3 separate regions of the Mus musculus genome follow, and all the other regions are linked to region 2. The links are chromatin contacts, called in public ChIA-PET and promoter capture Hi-C maps. All regions are on one chromosome and are shown on one strand. The core of a region is the stretch at or near the end of the contact, and the rest is flanking DNA. Distances in the headings are between cores, read along the strand shown. Region 1 overlaps 4930479H17Rik (a long non-coding RNA gene). Region 2 holds the start of Usf2 (upstream transcription factor 2). Region 3 holds the start of Sdhaf1 (succinate dehydrogenase complex assembly factor 1).

What was found. Promoter capture Hi-C pulls out the DNA fragments that hold promoters and counts their contacts. ChIA-PET counts read pairs in DNA pulled down with a chosen protein or histone mark.
Region 1: a promoter capture Hi-C map of hippocampal neurons shows a contact between it and region 2, with 2.7 times the contacts expected there. The contact joins the enhancer-like site here to the promoter of Usf2 in region 2. A contact is called at or near these places in 10 of 39 promoter capture datasets (the 3T3-L1 cell line, 3T3-L1-derived adipocytes, embryonic stem cells and 6 more), 3 of 115 datasets of contacts at active chromatin or transcription factors (T-cell acute lymphoblastic leukemia, bone marrow-derived macrophages and pancreatic cancer cells) and 1 of 9 other capture datasets (adipose tissue).
Region 3: a contact with region 2 is called in an RNA polymerase II ChIA-PET map of memory CD8 T cells, with 20 read pairs. The contact joins the promoter of Sdhaf1 here to the promoter of Usf2 in region 2. A contact is called at or near these places in 5 of 115 datasets of contacts at active chromatin or transcription factors (T-cell acute lymphoblastic leukemia, bone marrow-derived macrophages, embryonic forebrain and 2 more) and 3 of 9 other capture datasets (embryonic stem cells, liver and pancreatic islet).

What each region holds. Positions count from the first base shown.
Region 1 is chr7:30,346,680-30,349,797 of GRCm38.p6, reverse strand. It overlaps 4930479H17Rik (a long non-coding RNA gene), which reads left to right. Exons shown (of 3, transcript XR_881936.2): 2 at 1,933-2,453; 3 at 2,597-3,118. Among named protein-coding and RNA genes, the nearest start is that of 4930479H17Rik, 5.7 kb to the left of the region's middle. Within about 2 kb of position 1,792, at least 29 of the 459 cell types and tissues checked have an H3K27ac peak or open chromatin away from gene starts, as enhancers often do. A contact at or near this core is called in hippocampal neurons, where this site is marked.
Region 2 is chr7:30,954,806-30,958,082 of GRCm38.p6, reverse strand. Usf2 (upstream transcription factor 2) reads left to right here and starts at 1,280. Exons shown (of 10, transcript NM_011680.2): 1 at 1,280-1,387; 2 at 1,655-1,701; 3 at 1,816-1,934; 4 at 2,083-2,283; 5 at 2,643-2,793; 6 at 2,890-2,977. The coding sequence starts at 1,326. It overlaps Lsr (lipolysis stimulated lipoprotein receptor), which reads left to right. Exons shown (of 10, transcript NM_017405.2): 9 at 1-94; 10 at 182-313. The coding sequence ends at 217.
Region 3 is chr7:30,320,794-30,324,072 of GRCm38.p6, reverse strand. It overlaps Sdhaf1 (succinate dehydrogenase complex assembly factor 1), which reads left to right and starts at 1,698. Exons shown (of 1, transcript NM_001033140.3): 1 at 1,698-2,664. The coding sequence starts at 1,744. The coding sequence ends at 2,100.

The DNA of each region.
Region 1 (3,118 bases), core at 543-3,042, 610 kb after region 2:
CACAGGAAGCTGTGGAAAGAAAGCTCCCTCTCTCTTTATGTCTTACCAACAACAAAGCTTCTAAGGAGAAGAGAGTTAGAATATGGGGGAGAAGGTGTTGAGAATCTGCCCCCCACCCTGTCTTTCCCAGCCCTCCTAGCTCCCCCTTCCAGCTACTCCCTTGTAGGAGCAGTCCTCGAGGGGACAGGAGAGGGGAGGCCAAAGCTATCCCTTGGAGGCCTCAGCGCCCCACCCTCCAGATCTCCTCATCCAGCCTTCCCAGTATTCTCTCCTGCTCTGTCTCCAGTCGCTCCTGCAGGCCAAACGGTAGGCCTCCAGGTCTCCTTCCCTAAACTTGGGCGTTCCCTAAAGTCTCCAGGTCCTCTTTCAGACGCAGCAGCGATCTCTACTCCCTTCCTCGGAACCCAGGCTTCCCACTGCGACCCTTCCTAGGGCCTCAGAACTTCTAGCCAAAAGCTTCTTCCTCCTCAGCAGGCTATGGAGGCTGTTCCTCTGTTCTAGAATGTTCTTCCGGTGTCGGCTTCCTCACTTGACCGCTTTGCCCCATTCTTCTGTTTACAGGAATATAGAGCCTCTGCTCCCTCCAAACACGATCAAACCAGTTCTCTATACTCAAAGACCCTTTTCTAGTCCTAATGTCTCTCAAATAAGCTCTCTCCTTCTCTCCTTCCCCACCAAGTCTCCTTCCCTTCCTTCCTGACTCTCTCCCCACTCGTCCCTCTCTGCCCTTCCCTCACATCCTCCTCTTCCTCCTCTCCCTCCTCCTTGTAATTCCTCAACATTCCCTCGTCATGTGCCTGTTCATCTCCAACATGTCTCACCTCCTCAACCAATCCCTCTTCCCCCCCTCTTCCGCCATCTGCCTCTAGTCTCTAACCCCACAATTCCAACCTGATGGTAACAGGTCAGACTGGAGCCACACATCCCTTGCTGCTTCAGGGAGCGTGATGAGGGCCAGGACCAAGCTTAAAGATGGTACACAAGTGACTTGTAGTATACACAGCTCCCCCTGGGTCCCGATAGGCAAGAGCCCCAGCCTACCTATCCTATCCATTTCTGGGAGTGTGCCCACAGGGAAGAGGGTCAAGAGGCCCTCTAATACTCGGTCATCGCTGCCTTCATACCTGCTCGAACACCTTGATGCTCTGGATTTCCCACAGACATGTGGATGTACAAAGACGATGGCTGGTGACCTCAGAGCCAAGGGTGGAAAGGCTGCCTGACATGGCTCAGTGAAAGTGGAATTTCTTTGGACGCGATTCTGGCTGGTTAGGACAAGATCTATTGACAGACTGTGCCAGTAGATACGACAAACTGGTTCTGGAAGCATAATAAGGCAGGCAGACCAGAAAAAGTAAGCCATCTCTCCCAGCTCTGTGAAGTGTGTGTGTGTGTGTGTGTGTGTGTGTGTGTAGCAGCTTTTTGAGATGAGGGAACCAGAGCCCACAGAAGTTAGGTGTATGGTTCAAGTTCCCATGGCTTGAAAAAGACAGTGGGGATTCAAACCTGGCGGAATGGCCTCCCAATTTACCCAACTATTCTGGTTCCCTCCTCTGCGCTCCGGGTTCACTCAGACTCAACAGCTGCGTTTGTGGGTTTCTAGGGCCGCCGCTTAATCACAGCTTTCTTGGAAAACGGGGGCGCTGAGAAACCCGACTTCCGGCTGTGTGTGTGTGTTGCCACCGCCCGAAGGGCCCCGATGGTGGTGCTACTGTCAGTACCAATGAGCCGGCGCCCAGTGCCCGAGGGCTGCTGAGGAATCCACGTGGGCGAGCCTGCCTGGACCCAACGCCGCGGCGCCACCTGCTGGGCGCTCGCGGTGATGCCGCGGCTACGGCCGGGCGACTCGCAGTCAGCTTTCTGGGGTAATGGGCCTCCTGCTGCACATAACCTGCCTGTCAGTATTCTTACATCTTGAACCCTTCCTTCCAGGAACGGCAGGTGTAGAGCAGAATGCGGGTGACCAATCAAGTTCCCATGATATGCCATTCATCCGGTGGCACTGATGATTGGACATTCTTGTCAGCAAGCAAGACACAAGGGTACCAACTACTGCTGCTCAAGGGTGGCAGGGACCGCCAGGGCCTGGAGAAGCGAGAAGACCTGTTGAGGATCAGGGTCGGGAAAAATTACAAAACTACATTCTATTCCTCATGAAGCCGCCCCGAGACCGTTTTTAAAATTCGAATCATGTCCCTTCTCTACTCAAAATCCCCCAGTGCAATCACCCCGCCTGCCAGCAGCGCCAGAGTCCTGACAGTGATTTATAAGTCCTACATGAGGGACTGGAGGTGGGGCGCACCCAGTTGATAGAGTGCTTGCCTAGGATGTACAAAGCCCTGGGTTTGATCCCCAGTACTTGCCTATTCTCTCAGCACTCTGGAAGTGGAAGCAGACACACAGAAGTTCATAGTGATGTGCGAGACAAGCATAACATCCTGTCTCAAAATCAAGTAGGTGAATTAAATTTAAAATTAGAGCCGGTGAGATGGCTCTTCATCTCACTGGTTGCTAAGCCTGACGACCTAAGTTCGAGTCCCCGGGACCCACTGAGCAGGAGAGCCTTGGCACCTACGAGTTGCCTTTTGCTGGGCAGGTCTGCAAGCTTTGGACCACCTCTTTGGCAGCAGTAGTGGCTGGGCGTGGTGATGGTGGTGTGTGCACACCTTGGTACTGCTGCGTCACAGGCCTATAAATAGGTGAGGCTTTATGGGCTAAGTGGTAAGTGCTTTTATATATAATGTATGCATGCACATTATGTAATATATTCCTCACAGTCAACCTGGAGGCAGGTCTTTTTATTATCCCAGTTTTATAGAGAAACCAATTGGAGGTCGAAGGCGCTAAATCATTGCCCAGAGCCACACTCAGAGCAGGTGGCTGCTTGTAACCAAAATTCTCCGGGGCTATTGGAAAGGAGCCGCTTTGCCTAAGCAGCACAAAGCTTTGCGCAGACTCTAAATGCGGTCGGGCGCTGGCCATGGTGCTGAACAGAATAGCCGCAGCTTCTCCGCTTGAGATTGTCAGGTAACCTTGGAATTAAGGAGCTCTTTCTCAACCATGGTGATGAAAGAAACGTGAAAGTGTGTTCGGAAAGAATCTATAGTTTCTCAGCAAC
Region 2 (3,277 bases), core at 31-2,530:
AGAAGAAGAAGAAGAGGAGGGCCACTATCCCCCAGCACCTCCGCCTTACTCTGAGACTGACTCGCAGGCCTCGAGGGAGCGGAGGATGAAAAAGGTGAGCCTAGACCCTTTGACTTCAGATCTTCAGGACGCCTCTTCCTCCAGCCCGTACAATTAACACTTTTTCTTTTCTCCTTTGCAGAATTTGGCCCTGAGTCGGGAAAGTTTAGTCGTCTGATCCCACGTTTTGTTATGTAGCTTTTATACTTTTTTAATTGGAATATTGATGAAACTCTTCACCAAGCCTAATAAAATTCCTGATCACAAGATCTAAGCCTCTTGTTTTGCTGCACGAGTTGAGAGGAGGGGGACCAGCAAAAGAAGCGGCCAGACAGGCCTTTAGCCTTCTTCATAGCCAGCCGCCTAGAGTACGTGCCCCTTGCCGCCTCCGCCCTGCCCCGCCCCGACGTGCGCATGCGCCTTCGGGAGCGCGCGAGCGCGCAACCCGGCTCCCCAACCTCCGGGCTCCTATACGACCTACTTTTACAGTCTTCAAACCCTGTGCCCCGGCGATCTGAGCCCCGCATCCGTGTTGCCGGCCTTCCAGCCGGGCCTGCGTTCCAACCGGTGGTGGTCCCGTGTAGAGTCCCCGGGCCTATGTGTGTGTACGCGCCCGGCCGTCACCAAAGACAGACAGCGCGCGCGTTCCCTAGGGCCTGCCCTCTCCCGCGCGCGCGCGCGCGCCCGCCCGCCCCGGGATCGCGCCGTCGCCGCCACCGCGCGCGCGCAGCTCCAGTAAAGGAGGAAAAAAAAAAAAAAAAGGAAAAAGAGAAGGGGGGGGGGTGATAGAAAGCGGCGGCAGCTGCAGCCACAATCCGCCGCCGCCGGACCGGGCTAGGCCGGGCGGCGGGCGCGGGAGCTGGCGATCTGGGCAACAGGGCGGCCGCCATCCGGGCAGGGCCCTGTTGAAAAAAAAAAAAAAAAAAAAAGCTCAAGTCGCGGCGGCGGCGGCGGCGAGCGCTCAGGGAAGCAGGCCCCAGGCCGCGTGCGGCGGGCCGGCGGGCGGGGGGCAGCTGAGCTGTGGCCCGGAGCCTCGCACCGCCCGGAGCCGGCGGCGGGCGGAGGCGGCAGGAGGAGGCGGCAGCTGCAGGAGTAGCGGCGGCGGCGGCGGCGGCGGCGGCGGCATCTCCTCCTCACATGACCCCACTGTTTGTCCCCGTGATCAGCGCAAGCGGCTCCCGTGTCTCCTCCGTCCCCTCCTGCCGCGCGGCGTGAGCGCCGGGCTCGGGCCCCCCCGGCCGCCCGCCCCCTCCCCTCCCTCCCCTCCCCTCCCCCCCGCCCCCCCCATGGACATGCTGGACCCGGGTCTGGATCCCGCTTCCTCGGCCACCGCTGCTGCCGCCGCCAGGTAAGCGCGCCGACAGCTCGCGCCCCTCCGCGCGCCCTGGGCCCCGGCCCCTCGAGCCCCGCGCGCAGGGGCCGCCATGATCCCGAGCGGCCTCTGGGCCCGGCTCAAAATGGAGGCCGCGGGGAGGGGATCCGGGCGGCCGGGGCTCGGCAGCGGTGCTGACCCTAGCGGGGGCCGGGCCTGGAGGGCGGGCGGCGGGCCGCTGCGCCCCGGCGAGGGGTGCGGGCCTCGCTGACCCCGGGCCCTGCCCCTGGTGTGCCCCCGCAGCCACGACAAGGGACCCGAGGCCGAGGAGGGCGTTGAGCTGCAGGAAGGTGAGTGTTTGCGGGGGCCACGGGGGCTGCGGCCCGCGCCGGGGTTGCAGGCCGGGGACGCCGGGAGGCCCCGCGCGCCCGCTGAGCGTGCCCCCTGCCCTGCTGCCCCCACAGGCGGGGACGGCCCGGGGGCTGAGGAGCAGACGGCGGTGGCCATCGCCAGTGTCCAGCAGGCGGCGTTCGGCGACCACAATATCCAGTACCAGTTCCGTACAGAGAGTAATGGAGGCCAGGTGAGGCGGCCGTGGGCCGGGAGCCCGGAGGGCCAGCGCCGGGGTGAGCTGAGGAAGGGCAGACGCGTGCGGCGGGACAGGGAGAGGCTCCGACCTGTCCCCCACTCGGGCCCCAGCGTCGGTCTCGTCGCTCTGCCGCCCCCTGCAGGTGACATACCGCGTAGTCCAGGTGACTGATGGTCAGCTGGACGGCCAGGGCGACGCGGCCGGCGCCGTCAGCGTCGTGTCCACCGCTGCCTTCGCGGGGGGGCAGCAGGCTGTGACCCAGGTGGGTGTGGACGGGGCAGCCCAGCGCCCCGGCCCTGCCGCTGCCTCTGTACCCACAGGTCCCGCAGCACCCTTCCCGCTGGTAGGTGGCCCGCGACTTATGGGGAGGGGCTGGGGAGGGGGAAGGCCCAGGGGGTGGGGTGTGTGACACACACATGATGTTCTCTGGGCTGGCCGGCTGTGTAAGGTCTGGTCAGAGTTTTGCACAGGCGTTGGATAGGGTCTTTTGGAGTTACTTTTCATTGCAAAACTGGAAAACTTCTTAGAGGAAAGAGTAGAGCTAATGATGGTTGAATGGTGTCAGAGACGAGATTCTGTACAGAATGGCACACACAGTAGGCTACGCCCTTGCCTCACCGTATAGTAAACAAACACCGATACCAGTAACAAAGATGGCATAGCAGGGGTGGCTAAGGATGGCCTATGTGTACTCCTCCCTAGGCTGTAATTCAAAATCCATTCAGCAATGGTGGCAGCCCGGCGGCCGAAGCTGTCAGCGGGGAGGCACGATTTGCTTATTTTCCAGCATCCAGTGTGGGCGATACCACAGCTGTGTCTGTTCAAACTACAGACCAGAGCCTACAGGCCGGAGGTAAGGGGAAGGAAGGGTTCTGAGGTAAAGCTAGGGAAACCATTTAAGCAGTTCCAGCTTGACCCATTACTGATGTTCGCTGCACATTCCCTGCAGGCCAGTTCTATGTCATGATGACACCCCAGGATGTGCTTCAGACAGGCACACAGAGGACAATTGCACCCCGGACACACCCCTATTCTCCGTATGTGCCAGTCCCATTGTTGGAGCCAGAGGGAAGGGAGGGTTTCAGGGCTGGTCAGCATACAGCAGGAGTGGGGTATGGGTTTTATGAGCTTCTGCTTCGGAAGTATCAGTTTAAATTTTTTTCATCTATTTCCACCCTCTCTTCACGGGGATTTGCTTTGAAAGATAACTGTGAAGAGCTAACCCAATGGTAGCCTAGCATTCTGCGAAGCCCTGGGTTCAATCCCCAGTACCTTAAAAACAAAGGTGTTTGTCAAGTCTGATAGCTTGGTAAATGCTGTCGTTTCCCCTTCTGCTT
Region 3 (3,279 bases), core at 449-2,948, 630 kb after region 2:
AAACCCAGAGGGAGCCTGAGAATCAAGAGGATTCAGTAAGAGGAGCAAGCTGAAAGAAGACATATCTGCACTGGTGTGGCCATCATACAGTTGACAGCACTGACCACTTCAGAATCTTTTTGCTGTTTTTGTTTTGAGGGAAGAGTATGGCTATGTATCCAGACTGGAATAACAGGTACAGCACCACAAGCTGGTTTTATTCAATGTCGGATCAAACCCAGGGTTTCATAAATGCTAAGCAAGCAAGCACTCTGGAATGGAAGATACATCTCTGGCCCTGTACAGCATAAATCATAGAAAACAAACAATTAAACATTAAAGTATGTAGAGTTGTTCCTGGCATAAAGTAAGAGTTCAGCAAACAACTTAGATGGAAAAATAATAAGACGGGGTTTGGGAGTTTGGGGGAGGGGTTGTTTTGTTTTGTGTTTCAAGACAGGGTTTTCCTGGCTGTCCTTGAACTCACTCTGTAGACCAGGCTAGCCTTGAACTCAGAGATGTCTGCCTCTGCCTCCCAGGTGTTGGGATTAAATGTCTGCACCACCAGGTAAAACAGATTATTATTAAGACATAGATAAGAAAGATGAGACAGATTCATTTAAGTTGTTTACTGAACATTGACTAAAACTCCAATCCCCTAAATTCCCTCCAGCTCACTAGCTTCCCTCCCCCAGATACTTACTCATTCCCACTATCCTGATATTCACACTGTTCTCTCTACACTCTCTCCTCCTTCTGTTTTCTCTGTTCACTATCTCCTGCTATTACGTTTTAAACCTGACAATAGTTCTGCTATACTGCCTCAACCTTCATTTTGTAGCTCATGACCTTAGTCTGACCTAATGTTCTTTGACTATAACATCATGTTGCTGTATGGAGCCTCGAGACCTATGGAAATTCCCTAGACTTCCTGCCTCTAGACCCAGCCAATCAGCTTAAAGGTCATACAGTACGGCTTTGTCTAGATAGCCAAATGCACCTGTTCGTGGGTTTTCCCATATAAAAACTGGCCCTGAAAACTGGCTAGGGTGTGCATCCCTGATTAATCAGTGTTGATATGTGTGTTCAGTAAACCGTTCCGATACCCTACTGACATTGGTGTCTCCCAGTGGTTTGTGTGGCTAATCCTTAACTTCAACAATATTCTCTCCCCTCTCGCAGACAGCCCTGGCTATGCAGTCTACTTCCTCTCTATTTTGGACTCTTCTAGATGCCTCTGGCTGTCCTCTCTCTCATATCTACAAACAAACAAAAAGTTTTCGCTTGGCCGTACCACGGAGCGGTCATGTCGTCAGTTTATGCACGTTCCAGCCCCCAAAATAGTAAAGATCTTTTTAAAAACTGCTCATCCCTTCCCAATATCCCTCTGCCTTCTGGTGAGCCCCGGGTTCGATCCCTTCGCTCTCAATCTTCCGAGGGCTCAGAACTATCTCCTCCTACACTCTTTCCAGAGTCTAACCGCTTAGGCCCTTCCCCATGCTTCCACTCAAGTTCAGAAATATCCAGGACTGTAAGGCACTCAAAAACTACTCTTTAGAGTGGCCCGGAGCACCAGAGACTCCGCCCACTTCCAGAGCCAGCCAAGATGTACTGCAGTACTGGCCAATCAGATGCGGCAGCGCCGGTGAGCAGGAGGCGGGACTTCTGGCAGACGTGCCAGTAGCCCTGCCCGTTAGCTTCTCAGCACTGTGTGTCGGGGCGGTCCTTCCGGCCAGTGTGGGGCCTCACCGCGACGCCGCGGTCATGAGCCGGCCCAGCCGGTTGCAGAGGCAAGTTCTGAGCCTGTACCGCGAGCTGCTGCGCGCCGGGCGCGGGACGCCGGGCGCCGAGGCGCGGGTGCGGGCCGAGTTCCGGCAGCACGCCAGCCTTCCGCGAACCGACGTGCTGCGTATCGAGTATCTGTATCGCCGGGGTCGGCGCCAGCTACAGCTGCTGCGTTCGGGCCACGCCACGGCCATGGGTACCTTCGTGCGCCCGCGGGGTCCGGCTGAAGAGCCCGGCGACGCGACAGCCCCGGGGACCAGGCTGGATGATGGTGGTGCCCCAAAGAATTCTTGTGAAGATACAGGGGCGCGGGAGACGCGATCCGATGGACGGTGACAGACAGACCTAGAGGAAGGTTCCTTCTGACAGTTTGGGGAGGATCGTGAACTCATCTAAATGGAAGCTGAGATGTCTTGAGAGATAACCGAATTTTCCCGATGCATAGTGAGAGATCAGACACTCCCTCACCAAGGAGGTTCCGGGCATTCTGTGGCACTGGCGGACTGCATAAGACATGCTGTGATACACCAACCCAAAGTCAAAGAGAGAGCACAGGCGCACTTTCTCCTCCCATCGGGGCCGTGGCACCTCTTGACAGACAGCTCTCTTGACTTCTTAAGAACACACCCACCTCCTCACTCCCCGCCCCTTGCTGTTTTTAACGTGGAGAAGACAGACTTTTTGCCGCGCTCGTTTAATAGAATACCCTGATGAACCGTGAGAAACTTGGCAGTCTGACTCGTTGTGAAGAACCGGGTTCATGAGGGAGATTACACTAGCTCATCTCAGCTGATGAGCCTGAGACTCTTGGAGAATCCCTAGTCCCTACTCCTGTTAGTCCTCAGGATTCTTGCATAAAGGAAATAAAAGTGAGGTGTGCTCACTTCCTTGTTGTCTTAACAATCTTGTTGATTCTTTTATTAGGGGTCTTTGCTTTTTCTTTTGAGACAGAGTCTTGTTATATAATATAGCCTAGGCTGGTCTCAGCATTCACCTCCTTCAGACTCAGCCTTCTAAACTCTGAGATTATAGGCATGTACGGCCATGCCAAGGTTGAAGAGGCAGGTGGGAGCAAAGGGGACCCAGCTAAGGCTTGGTGTGTGACAGAAAAAGATTCTGTGACACTTTTTACATAAGACTTTGACCTCACTTGCGTAACCCCATCACAGGAGGCTAGCTCTCTGCTCATCTCTCAGCTTCAGTTTTATTTAGCAAGGTGATCCTGGTTGCTTTAGTTTTTGTTCTTTTTAAGACATGGACTCACTTAACCCAGGCAGGCCTCAAACTGGTCATGTAAGGGATAATGGCCTGCAACTCCTCCCTTCTCCTCCAGATCACAGGCATGTTCTACCACAACATATGTTTGTTGTTTGTTCTGTTTGTGGCCTTGTGCTTGCCAAGCAAGTGCAATAACCACAAGGATTCACCTGCAGCCCCGAGGTGACCCTGTTAATCATGGTGCCATCTCAACTCCAGAGTTATGGAAGTAACTACAGAAGACCTACTGAACCTGTG